Regions from separate parts of the Anas platyrhynchos genome. Here region 1 is linked to region 2. A link is a contact called in public Hi-C data. All regions are on one chromosome and are shown on one strand. Each heading gives the region's core, a stretch centred on a gene start, on an enhancer-like site or on the middle of the called end of the contact. The rest is flanking DNA. Distances are from core to core; before and after follow the strand shown.

Evidence for each region. A called contact is a pair of places that touch in the nucleus more often than the background predicts.
Region 1: a Hi-C map of skeletal muscle shows a contact between it and region 2, with 2.2 times the contacts expected there. The contact joins two enhancer-like sites. A contact is called at or near these places in 4 of 8 Hi-C or Micro-C datasets (F1 follicle, liver, skeletal muscle and 1 more).

Annotation. Positions count from the first base shown.
Region 1 is chr19:10,707,447-10,713,791 of IASCAAS_PekinDuck_T2T, forward strand. It overlaps NTN1 (netrin 1), which reads right to left. Exons shown (of 5, transcript XM_027471677.3): 3 at 2,373-2,426. Among named protein-coding and RNA genes, the nearest start is that of NTN1, 61 kb to the right of the region's middle. Within about 2 kb of position 3,940, at least 2 of the 8 cell types and tissues checked have an H3K27ac peak or open chromatin away from gene starts, as enhancers often do.
Region 2 is chr19:10,596,276-10,602,478 of IASCAAS_PekinDuck_T2T, forward strand. STX8 (syntaxin 8) reads left to right here. Exons shown (of 8, transcript XM_027471681.3): 5 at 5,427-5,551. Among named protein-coding and RNA genes, the nearest start is that of STX8, 10 kb to the left of the region's middle. Within about 2 kb of position 2,001, at least 2 of the 8 cell types and tissues checked have an H3K27ac peak or open chromatin away from gene starts, as enhancers often do.

The DNA.
Region 1 (6,345 bases), core at 2,690-5,189, 110 kb after region 2:
GACGGAGCCACAGCATCGCTCTGTGCACTAAGGGACTCGCCCCAGCAGCCGCTGTCCCTGCAGGAAGGGCTGTGAGAAGCCCTCGCTGCCTCTCCTGGGCTGCCCAAAGCCTGCATTTGTCAGGGGAGCCTGCAGCAAGGCAGTGGCTTTAGGGTCCAAGGGGGCTGCTCCATCACCCCTGCAGCAGGCTGGGAGCAGAGCGGGTTTGGGAGGCTGCAGGGGGATGAACAGGAGCCTCCTGGAGTGGAGAACAAAATCTCTGTGTTCCCAGACCAGGAGAAGGAGCATTCAGTTGGCAATCCCTGCTAGGCAGTGAGAAATGCGGCATTTAATCTGATGAGCTTTTGTTTTTAAGCATTGCTTGGATTTAATGCACTGCCCAGCATGACAACAAGGGCTGGGGACTGCCTGGCTCCTTTCTCAACATGTTTGGGTCAGAAATGGTGATGCCAGTTTCCATCCCCTAGGGTGGGGAGGTGAATCGGGCAGGAGAGGCTCAGCTGAACGTGATGACAGGATGGAGCAGAGCTCGCTCTGGCAGGACCAAGCAAACCCTTCAGAGCCTGCTCTGCTCCAACCCTCCTGGTGCTGGGGGTGGGACCGGTTGGGGTCGGGTCTCTCCTGCAGCGCACGCAGCAGTGTGATGGGCACGTTCCTCTGGGGGTCCCTCTGACCCTCAAACCAGCACCTGACGTGCTGTGCCCGCCTGTAAATCCCTGCCTGTGAAATGGGTCTGGGGGAGGAGCTCACTGGAGGATGGTGAGATGTTCTGTGGTTTGTAATTAAGCTCCTGAGGAGCTGAGGAAGAAGATTTATGTTGGTAGAAGAGGGTAACTGAGGCTGGTGTTGGGAGATGGTGCTTTAAGGAACAGAAGACTCACTGCTGATTGAATTCGGGTGAGGTGGGACAGCTCCTATTGCTAATCGCCCAACACTTGGCTGCAATGGACTCGCCAAACCTCACATTGCACATTAGCTCCTAATGAATAAGCAAAGCAGCAAAGGGGCTCATCACCAGACCCCGAGCTCGAAGCATGCTCCCTACGCTCTGCTCAGCACTGCAGGTCAGTGGAGATGCTTTAGGAAGCGCACACAAAGCAAAAGGCACAAACTCAATGCCACGAGCTATTTCTTGCTCATACCCGCCTAAGAGAAGATACTGGAATCGCTGCTGTTGTGTTTACAGCCCCAGAGGTTGGCTTCAAATCAGCAGTACAGAAAACCCCAGGGTTCCCCTTCCCTTGGCACTGGGGTCTGAAGACCTTGTCCCTTTGCTGCCTGGTTTCCTGTCCTGGGCATTGCTCCTGAGCACGCTGCCAGCACAGCTTGTGGGAAAAGCCCAGCCCCAGGGCTTGGAGTTCAACTGCAGGTGATGTCCATCAGTTTTAGTACAAAAGCTTTAATTTATGAAGCTTCCTGCACCGGTAAGGCAAAAGTAAACAATCTTCCCTCCCTGCGTCCTTCCCCATCGTGGCACTGTCCAAATACCCCAGGAATCTGCGGGCTGTGGGACAGGAGGAGCTGCTGCACTCCTGCTGTCATCGCCTGCTCAGGCAGGTCCATTGAGGGGAGCGGGGACAGGAAAGTCCCTCAGTGACACGAGGAGGCAGGTGTCTGTCCCTGCGGGGTGTGTATCAGGAGGGGAGGGTGCTGCGAACCAGTGCTGTGGTGCTGGTGGAGGTGGAGTGAATGAAATGAAGGCACTGTGAGGCAAGAGCAGGGGATGGGAGATGGGACGATGTGCACTGGGAGGTGCCAAAGCTTCCCCAGGGTGCCCCCGTACTGCCCACAGCCCTGTCCCACCCCGAGAAGCTGCAATGCTGCTGGTGAGGCACGGTGCCGGTGCCGCGGCACATCGGCCTCACCTGCCCCTCAGGTTGCTTAGCGCAAGAAGCACACCGGTCTGGATAGAAAAAAGGAAAGGCTCACATGCAAATGTAAGCAACACTTAGGTTTTCTGTTATCTTTTGGTTCTCCAGTCCTCCTCCCCAGGTAAAACTCAGCTGAGATTTCTATTGCCCTCTTTAGGGCTCTTGTACTTGTGCAGCCACTACGTACATCAGCTAGCGGTGCTCTCCAGTCCTTCCCTGGTTTCCATCAAGGGCCGGTGCCATGCAGTAACCCCCATTTGCTCCTCGGTGATTCTCCCCCCCGGGAACACCTTTCTGCAACTTCCCCATGCTCACGCTTGCTCCCAGCAGCTCCCATCTCGGGGTGCTGCAGGCGTGTTTTCAGAACTCAGATATTCAGGGCACAAAAGGTACCTGCTTGTCCCAGTACAGGCACCAGAATTTATCCATTAATTTTACACATTTTCAAGACCTTTACCCTGGAGGCAGAGAGAAGAGGCTTTAGGAGAGGAGGCAACGTACCTGCAGGTTCCTCCGTGCTGCTGGCGGCGGTGGTGGGGGGAGCGGCGGGGATCTCTGCGCCCGGCGGGGAGGAGCAGGCGGGAGCGGAGAGGGGACAAAAGAAAGCAGCGTTAGTCCCGATCCCGAGGAGCTGAGCCCTGCCCAGCCCTGCCCAGCAGCGCGAGGTGCCCGCAGCCCTGTGAGAGGCCGCAGGTTGCAGCCCCTCGCTGGGACGCTAGCCTCATCTCACACGTTCAGAGGAAACGCGAACGGATCTGGTGCCAGCGCGGTGCTCCCTGGTTTTGATTTGGGCTTTGTGTGCATAGCTGAAACCACATCATGTTCTGGGTCTTCATGCCCAAGTCTGACTGTTTGTTGATGTTGTGGAGGCTGGGCTGCAGATGGAGCACATTATATGGTCCCAGCTTTGGCAAGACAAGCTCTTTTCCCCAGCGCGCATACGCGGCTCTCATTAGTGACATCTTTTGTGCATTTAGGGCACAGCAATTCCCGAGCATCCCTGGGAATCCTGCTGGGGGAACACCCTGCTGTCCCGATCCCTCATCTGGGTCTGAGAGCAGAATTTAGGCAGGAGAGATGTGGAGCTTGGCCACTTGGGTCTGTCTGCATTGCAGCCCCATTAGCGTTAGACGGCTTTTGGAGCTGTTCACCCTCATGCAGCTCAGCACAGGCACAAGCCCCTGTGAAACACGTGGCGCACACGTGGGTGGTGCACGAGCAGCCAGCAGGGCCGTGCCGAGTGGGGACGATGGATGCTCGCCCTGCGTGGGCTGCAGTGCAGACAGACCCTGCCTGGCGCCTTGCTCATTCCCATGGCATCATTTTTGTGTGGCTAGAAGTTTATGGGACAGGGAAAATACAGTCAGTGGTAAATCAGAGAGTAAGTGTGCTCTTGCAGACAGGGTGGCTGGACCCTCGCTTGGTTCAGTGACCAGGAGAGAGCGGGGTGTGTGAGGACGGAGAGCTGGTGCCCTGCACTGTGCATGTATAAAACCTGTGCATGTATTTGGGAATACCCCCCGAACAAGGGATACACTCATGGACATTTTTTTCAGGGATGAAAATGTGCTGCTGTGTTTTTTTTTTTGTTTTTTTTTTTTGTTTTTTTTTTAATTATTATTGTTTTCTTTTTTAGCATAGGAGAATTGCGAGATGCTCACATCCTCATTCTAATTGCTTTGGCCTCGTACAAGCTGATCAAACACCCAACAACTGCACAACGAGTTTACAGCCAGGCCAGAGCGTTGCTTGAAATGCATCTGGACCAAGCTTCGCAGCCCCTTGGGAGGATGCTCGGCAGTGTCACAGAAGCAAGCAGCTGTCACGGGGCCCGGAGGATGGCAGGGTGGCAGGGCAGGGGCAGCTGTGAGCTCGCTGCTTCGGCAGCTGGCGTGAACACAGCCCGGCCGCGATCGTGTTGAAATTCTGCGTCTGTCTTCATTTAGTGCAGCAAATCCCAGGGGAGGTGATGCAAGGAACAATTTACCCTCTGATTTACCATGGCCCTGGGGAATGATGGATGATAAACCTTTGCGCATACTTGCTGCAAAGCATACCGGAGCCATGACTGTAGCATCTTGGGGAAACAAGCATCTGGTTTGAGCTCTTGCCGTCCCATTGCGACATGGGGAAGAATGAGCCTCAAGTGACCAAAAACCACCCTGGAATGTATGTTTTCTTCCATGGGAGAAGGTGGAGAAAGGGTGCCTGCCCCCTAATTTGGCAAGGGCAGGCACTGGGAGTGGGCAGCAGACTGTAGGATCCAACAAAGACTTGATTCTTTCAACCTTCACCTTTCTTTTCCCATTTTCCCCCTATTTTTAGCAGCAAGGAGGCAGCCTCAAGCCCTCCTCCCCAGCCTGCCCTGGGCACTGCCATTTCGGTGTCTGATGTTAGAGCAGGTGGGGAGGTCTCTGGCAAGGTGAGTGAGCACCAAATGATCCAACAGCAGCAAACCCAGGAGGCTCCATAGAGAAGCACGGGGTGAAACCACACCTTGCCCAGGCATCGGTCAAAAGGGATCGAGTGGGGATGTGGCTCTTGGCAGAGCAAACACTGCAGTGCCTTTGGGAGCCATACCTGGAGCTTGCTGCTGTTAAGAGCAGAGGCTGAGGGCACACTTGGGAAGGCAAACCCAAAAGCAGACCATGCGGTGAGCCAGCCCGCGTTTCTGTGCGCATTGTGTGTTGATGGTCGCCTTTAGCAATCCAGGTGCTAAAATCGGGCTGTGCTGCTCTGGTGGCAGCTCCATCGCACCAGCAGCTCTTTTGATTTGAGCTCTGTGCTAGTGCAGCCTGGCGTTTGAAGAGAAAAATCTGTGTGTAGCGATTTGCCTGAGCACCCAGACCCCATCTGTACCCCGAGGCAGAATCACGGCTTGAGGAAATCGGGCTGTAGCTGCCCTCACACAACACAGCTCCTGGGCACGAGGGGTTTGGTTTTGGCACTGTGCCCCACAGCTGGTGATGTGTGGGGGCACCGGCAGCTCCATCCCCCAGCCCCAGCCATCAGCACGAATGCAGGGGGGTTAGTGGCTGCCTTGGCTGAGCTTGTGCTAAGGGTTAATCCCTCTCATCTACAGACATCGAAAGCGCGATCCACCTACTTATGCAGGGGGCAATGGGAGAGCGGCTTTGCTGGTAGCCCTTGGCGCAGCGGTTGCACGTGATGCCGGTGACGCCGTCCTTACAGGGACATTGGCCCGTGGTTTGGTTACAGGTTTGGCCGGCGGCGCCCACGGGATGGCAATCACACTCTGCGGGGGGAACACACAAGAGGAGGGTGAGGGCACGAGGAGAGCAGAGGTGGCGAGGCGGCGCGGCTCCACTGGCAGCATTTGGGTGTCCTGCGAGCTTCTCGTCCAGCCAGGGACCGCACCGACCTGAAACAGAGGTGGAGTTTGGCACAGGAGCAGCGGGGACCAGGGGGGACGTCTCACACGCTGTGGGCGATCTGTGCTCCGTGGAGCTGGGGAGCAGCGCGGGGGGCCTGAGGTCCTGCTCTGGGGCACCCACCCGTGGGCACTGCACTGCCTGGGTGCTGGGATGGGGAAGGGCTGCAGGGCTCGAGGAGGAGCTGTGGGGCAACATCGCTGGGGCAGACCCTAACCCTAACCCTAACCCTAATCCCCCCGGCTCCCTGGAGCACTGTCAGGGTTGCAGGGAAGGGGCACAAAACCAAGGAGTGTTTCATCACCCCTTCAGCACACGAGTTCTCGGGTGGAAATAATCGCTTTCGATGACTTTGGGAATTCATTTCACGTGAAATTAAAAAAAAAAAAAGTAAAAAAACACACACACAAAAAACTCCTTTCAGTGCTTTTGCTCAAGCCCTTCCCCACTGAGCAACATCCCAGGCAGCTGGCACTGCGGGCGCAGGAAGGAAATGCCCTTGTGGGTGCAGGCAGCCTGAGGACCTGCTGTTCCCGGCCAGATGGATGGAGGCTTGACGGCAGAGCTGGGCAGATGTGAAGGGTTTGGCAGGGGATGTAAATACTGCACTTGAAATCATTCACCAGCTCATTTCCCACAGTGGGACTTACCGGCGCAGCTGTTGGTTAAAAAAAAAAAAAGCCAAAAAAAAAAAAAAAAGAGAGAAAAAGCATCGGGGCTTGTTATCATCACTGCTCCAAAAGGATTATGGCCTCGCACATTTGTTAACAGCCCTGGTTTCTAAGAGCTGCGAGCGCCGTGCCAGACTGCGGTCTGCCCCTGCTGAGCCGTGGCAGGCAGAGGCAGGGAAGCTTCCTTCTAGTGCACATCCTCGGGACAGAGCCAGCCAAAGCCCTGCCTGGGGAGCAAGGATCCTGCCCACCTCGTGCCCCTTGGGGCACTGCCTGCCAGAAGGGAGGCTTGGGGGAAAGACCCTGCCCCACTGCCCAGAGCCTGGAGGGGGCTGCTCTGGGGGTCGGGAACCAGCCTGGGTGCCCCAGAGGCTGGGCTTTGCTTTCAAACCCTCCCAAACCCCCCAGGAT
Region 2 (6,203 bases), core at 751-3,250:
TTCTGATTGTGAAGTACAGTGGTCTTAATGCTCTTGGTATTTATCCTAACTGACAACTTGGGCCAGAACACAGGGCAGGACGCTATATTGCTTTGGGATAACGTTAGTTTCCCTTCCGGCGTTGTCGGCCTTAATTAAGATGCAACTGGAATTTTCCAGGAGAAAATTGCACTGTTTGCGTGACTCTGCCTGAGTAGGGTCACTCAAGCTTTCTGTAATTGGGTTTCAATCGGCAATTTCAGAATCGTCTCCCCGCTTTTCTCCTTCGAAAGAGATATGTGCAGGTACCATAACAGAGACTTAAGAGAAGCAGAAATGCCAGTGATTTCATATCATTTGAAAGGGAGAAGTGGAAAAAGCAACTACAAACGTTGACTTTCTGGAAATGAAACAATATCAAAATATATCTGTGGAGGCAAAGGAATCAAGAATATTCCTCCTCCTGTCTGACCAGGGAGTCAGTGTGTGGGACTGTTTGCAGATCACCAGTGAGTAAATAAGTTGTGTGTGCCTTAACATGCCTTTTTGATTTCTTTGAATTTCTCAAAATGCAGAAATTTTTAATGGCCATGGGACACAAAGCATCTTAAGTAATAACTACCCTAAATAACTTCTGGAAGAGTCCACAATCTTTTTCTCATTTTTTTTTTGGATGTGGGATAATGCCATGTCCAGTATTTTTTCTGTTTAAATACTTTTCTGTCGAATGTAAGGTATTTAGGTCTTAATCCAACCTGATGTTTTGCCTTATGCCAAATGGGCATCAAGTGCCTGACGTTCGTCCATGAGCCGCTAGGTGTTTAAAAGCTTTTGAGAATCTGGCTCTTGCTTATGGAGGAGCAGATGTCCTTTGGAAAAGGAGATTAAAAAGCAGTAATTTTTGACGTGCCTTTAAAATGTCTTTCTGCTGTTGGAAGCTTTTTAGGGTCTTCTGACATCAGATGCAATTAGCCTGATGTCTAAGAAGATCAATGAAAAAGTTTCTCAAAAGGGTGGAAGAAGAGGCAAATTGTCCACCCAGAAACCCATGCTTGAGAGTCATGGGATCAAATCAAGGGCCTGGGGCAGGATTTTCCAGGATTAATATGTCTTTGGCCATGTAGTTACGAGAAAAAACGCTTCTAATTGTCCCAGCATTGCTCTCGTCCACTGCATTGTGTCTCTGTGCTTGGGTCTTCTCCCTGCAGAGCACCTGGAAGCGCTCCCCGGGTGGCAGCGTGTGCAGGTGTGACTGCGAGCAGCAGCGCCCTGTGCACCTCTGTGCACAAAACCCGGGGGGTTTGGGTCTGTGTGAAATGCCAGGAAGGTGCCAGGAAGGTGTGCAGCCTTCCCTTGGTTTGGTCTGCGCTCAGCATCCCTGGGGCTCTCCAAGGTCCTCGCTGACTGTGGTTATGGGAACGCCGCATGCACATGCATCTAAGGAGCTGCAAAGGGATGCTGTTTTTTGCAGAGATTTCTCTGTATCTAAACACAACAGAGGAAGGTAAGTCAAACCCCACACTTTCAGGCATTGTGCTCCAGGTTGTGCCTGCTTTCCTATTTATTAGTGGTTAATGCTTGTTAGCCTCAGGAAGAGTTGTCTATAGGAGGGCAGCTTTCCAGGCTGAGCTGCTTGCTTTACATTTTGCCTCCTGAGTTTGCTCAAAGCTCCCTGAAGTGCCCTGCCCGAGGTTGCTCCTGCACCAGCATCGCTCCCAGGGTGTTCTGGTGCGGGCTTACCGGAGTCCTTGTTGTAGTTCTCATCCCAGAGGAGTGTGAGTGGGCTGTGGGATCCCACTGCTCTCTTCTGCTGAGCAACTGTCCTGCGGGGTGCGTGGCTCTGCTGTGGCCACCGCAGCATGAGAAGGGCTGGTGTAGAAGGAGGGTGCTGGTATCTGAGAGCTCGCTGTCATGGAAGTGTTCCCTGGGGTGCATGTCTTGAGGTCTGCATGGAAAAGTGAAGTCCCAGGGAATTAAAACACGGGTGTGAGCCGTGTCGTGAAGGTCCCTGTCCTTGGGGACGTTCCTGCTGCAGGAGCACCCCGTCCAGCCCGAGTGGGCTCGCTGGTGCCCAGCTACGTGTGCGGGTCCCACTCTGCCCTCGCCCAGCATGGTGCTGCTCCCTGGTGGGTGCCCGCTGTCTGCACGAGCTGGAGCTGCCCTTCTGCCCTGCAAGCCAGGAGCTGCCCCAACAGCGTCGTGGGCAGGAATCAGGGGGCTTGGAGGTGCCGCAGAGCAGCCGTGTCCTCCGGGTGTGCTGCTAGCCGTGCAGCTGGCAGGGAGTTTGTGGTTTTTAAAGGGGGGAGCAGTTGGTGGGGCTGTAGAAAAGTGGTGGTGAGCAGCACAGCGTCCCTGTGCACATGAGAGGTGCTGCTTCCTTCTCGCTCACGGTGCCAGTGCTGCCCGTCCTGTGGGCCTCGGGTCTCCCTGGGTCTTCTGGGGACAGCCCCGTTTGGGAAGGTGCCGGGGGCACTCAGAAGAGCTTGTCCTCATGCCGTGTCTCCTGTTTGTTTTCTCAGGGAGGAGAGCTTTTGTTCTGTAAGTTAAAAGTTGTGTAAGTTAAGTTAAAATATCATACTTGGTGTTTGATTTACTAGCTCGGAGCTTCCTAAAATTCCCTGCCTGCCAGTGTGAGCAGTTAAACCGTAAGTGAGAGAATCCCTGCCTCCTCTGCGGGGGCTGACCTGCGGAGCTCAGCAGAGGTGCTTGGAGCGCTTCAAAGACTTCTACTGTACGACTGTATCTTTAGGGGGATGCTCAAGTGAGCTTGCAACCGATTGTCATATGACCCAGGTTTTGTTTAAAATTCAGTCGTGCTGATCAGTCTTCTAAAGCCGTAAGCCTTGCTGTGTGGCCTTGGTCTAAAGTAAGCACTGGTTGACTAATCTAAGTTACTCGGGAAGTTTTATAGGAATTATCGGTGAAACAATGCCTTCTGAAAGATAAGCCCTCACTTGTTAAGCAATGGCATAGCCCCCTGATTTTAAACCCCATCATCTTTTATACTTGGGCACATTGCTAAGCCTCATAATTAGTTAAATCTGCTCCTATAATCAAAAGCTATCCGCACACTCCACTGCTCTGTGACGGTTTCAAAGATTTACGTGATTAACTTGGCGGAGGCGGTGGGTGGCTAATTGGATAAGCTTTAATCTTCACACCACCAAAGCGAAACATGGGAAGATCAGAGGAAGTAGGAAGTTCTGCTGTGTTGTGTGGGAAGGTAGTTACCAAACATGTCAAAAAGATTATTGTAACGAGCAGACCTGTTGTCATGACCCAACCTACAAGAATAGGGCAGATTATTGGGGGGGGGAGAGAGTGCAAATTATTTCAAATTTGCTTGCCTTGACTTTTTTGACAGGCAGAAATAGTTGTGTTCTTAGCGAGCAAAGAGCTTTATGTTCCTTTTGCTTTATTTAAGCAATTTTGTCAGGTGTTGTTAACCCTAGATTGTGTGTGCTTGCTAATTGCACTGCTGGACTGTGGCTGTAATGATCTTGGTCTTCAGAAGTGCAATGCGTCGTTACACTTGGCTCTGTGAACCTGAAACTAGAAGAGTAAGAGTGGGCTTAACCCTCCAAAGCGATGGAGAAATCTAGGTAATGTGTAAAATGGTATTTCAGAGTTATCTTTAATTAAACCTGATCCTAGCTCGATAAATACCCGTGAGTTTTCATGGAGGCGCAGAGGACTGACGTGCAGAAATCCCCCAGCTCTTTGTTCCAGGTGCTGCCCATGACAGCCGGGTGGTTGCTGGGACAGGAGGCGGTTTGGGGTCTGCTCCAGAGCGATGGCCCAGCACCATCAGGGTGGTTACGAGAGATTTTGTGGTTAACAATAAGCACTTCGTAGTGTTGCAGGAACCAAAGTCACTTATTTGGTTCTGACAAATCCATTGCTTTGAGATGAAGTTAAGTGAATGCGTTTAAAATTTAAAGTGAGAAGGAATTGGAGGTTCTCAAATTTAAATGGCTGTGAACACAACATGAAGTGTGTCTAATTTACGGATGATCCAAAACTCACATGATTTTGGGTCATGGGACCGTGAGAGATGATTGGGAGATGATTTTTTTCTAGCAGTGTTGATTCATCTCATGGCCAGGAGATGTCTCTAGTTCACCGTAATTCCTCAGGGATCTCCTAGGCACAAATCGTGGCTTTTGCTTAAATACCTTTGCTGTAAAACTTCGGTCACCCTTCTGCAGAGTTCTGCAGTAGAACCTTGTTTAACAATATGCAGTTAATTCTTCCCATCTGTACTGATACTTTTGTGACATGAACTTGCTTTGTTTCAGGGTTTTGATCACAAAATGATATCAAGCATATCTTATTACCATATAGCGCTTCGGTCCATGCTGTGGAGAAGGGGCCTGGACTTGATTAAAAATAAAATAAATAGGTCTTAGTGTAATAAAACACATTTTTGAGATTTTGGGAGAATTGCTTGAGAGGTACTAAAAATGCTGCCTGCTCTTGCTTCGTTTGTGAGAATGATTTGGGAAAGAAGAGGGTAAAGATAAAAATGAGAATAAAATGCAGAAATTAAAAAAGCAAAGCAGAGATTAATCCTGTTTCCATGCTGCTGTTGAGGATCCAGTCTCGTCAATGACTCTTACCCCAAATCAGATTTGCGGTTTTGGGTCCAAATGTCTCGCAGGCAATCATAAAACGTTTATCCTGTAGCAGAAACAAATGAGAAGCTGAAAGGAGGAAACCAGAAATCTGGTATAGAGAAAAATACTTACATGGCATTTCACTCTGCTGCAGAATGTAGGTGCTGTGGGCATGAAGAACTTGTTTCGTGTTGTAACCGGGGAAGTGTCTGTAAGGTGAACACCCTCAGGTCATGAGTGCTTTAAAAGAAAACCTGTACATCGATTACTTTTTCATGTTAAGTGTGTGTGTGCCTGTCTTCATGTTCGTGGCAAACCAGCAATGCAGGGAAAAGTTCTCTGCTTTGTGTCTGCATTAGCATACCGACCCCTGTACTGTTGGAAACTTTCAGGCTGTACCTCGCTGTTTTTAGAAGCTTGTGGCTCGATTGCAGAGCAAATACATGAAGAATATGTTGATTTCCAGTAACCCTTTTTCTTCCTTTGTAACAGTTTTGAATGCTACATGTTCTACATGCAAGCAATGTACTTAATGTGAATGGATTATAGAATGTATGGTATGCATCTCACCATGTAGTTTAATTGTTTGGTGCAAAATTAATTCTCTTTGTGCTTTATTGCTTTCAGGCAGTGTTACGGAGCTTGCAGAATGCATTTGTTGTTGGAGATAAGTGGATTCTTTCTGGCTAATTTCTTCTATGATTGCAGATAACAGTGTGGAGTGTGACAGATACTTGCAGTTCCATCTCTGCCAGCCAGTCTTGCGTGCATGAATTAGAGTGTGTGGATTTTGTTTAAAACTTGAGAATTATTTAATGAAATTATTTTCAGATCTAGCCTAATGACTGGAGGGATCAAACGAGGCGTGACCAACCCGTGGCTCTTGGATGAACCTGAGGAAACCAGAGGGCTTGGCTTTCACGATATCAGGCAGCAGCAGCGGAGGATCATAGAAGGTAAAAGAGTCTTTTTGTACGTTATGAGCATCACTGAGACTCTGTGAGAGCCCTTGTTAGAAAATCCGTGCAATAACCAGCACTGAAGTTTTATTATCTGGGGCTGTCAAACATGATACTTCCAGGTGGCTGTCTCCTGTGTTAGCAGGAGCCGTATTGTGCTTGCAGTGTTCTTAACTGGAAACATCTTCTCAAAGCAGCTTTTCAAAGCTATCTCCATTTGGATTGAAGTGAGTAATCTGTGCTGTGACAGGGGAGGAGAAACCACTGAAACAGTTAATTGTGTTTCTGAGCACATGAACTTGTAAGGTTTCTTTACAGTCAGATGCAAGTAATTCAATGATAGTCTTTTGTCTGCATTTTGGTGAAGTTGAGCAAGTAATAGCTTGAGCGAGTATAGCTTGATTTAACCCTGGACAGGTGAGATTTTCACAAGGCTAATGTGATTTTGTCCGTAGTTCTGGTTTAAGTTTGCAGTGGAGATCTCATTAATTGCACTGACTGTAGTGGTATTGCTGCTGTGCTTCAAGCGAGGTATGTGTTAGATGGATTGGAGAGTTGGAATTAGGGAAGAATTAACTGACCTAAAAAGATTTTGGCCCTCAGCATCCATAAGGAATAGATTCCTTAGCTTTAGCAGTGTTGGAAAGCT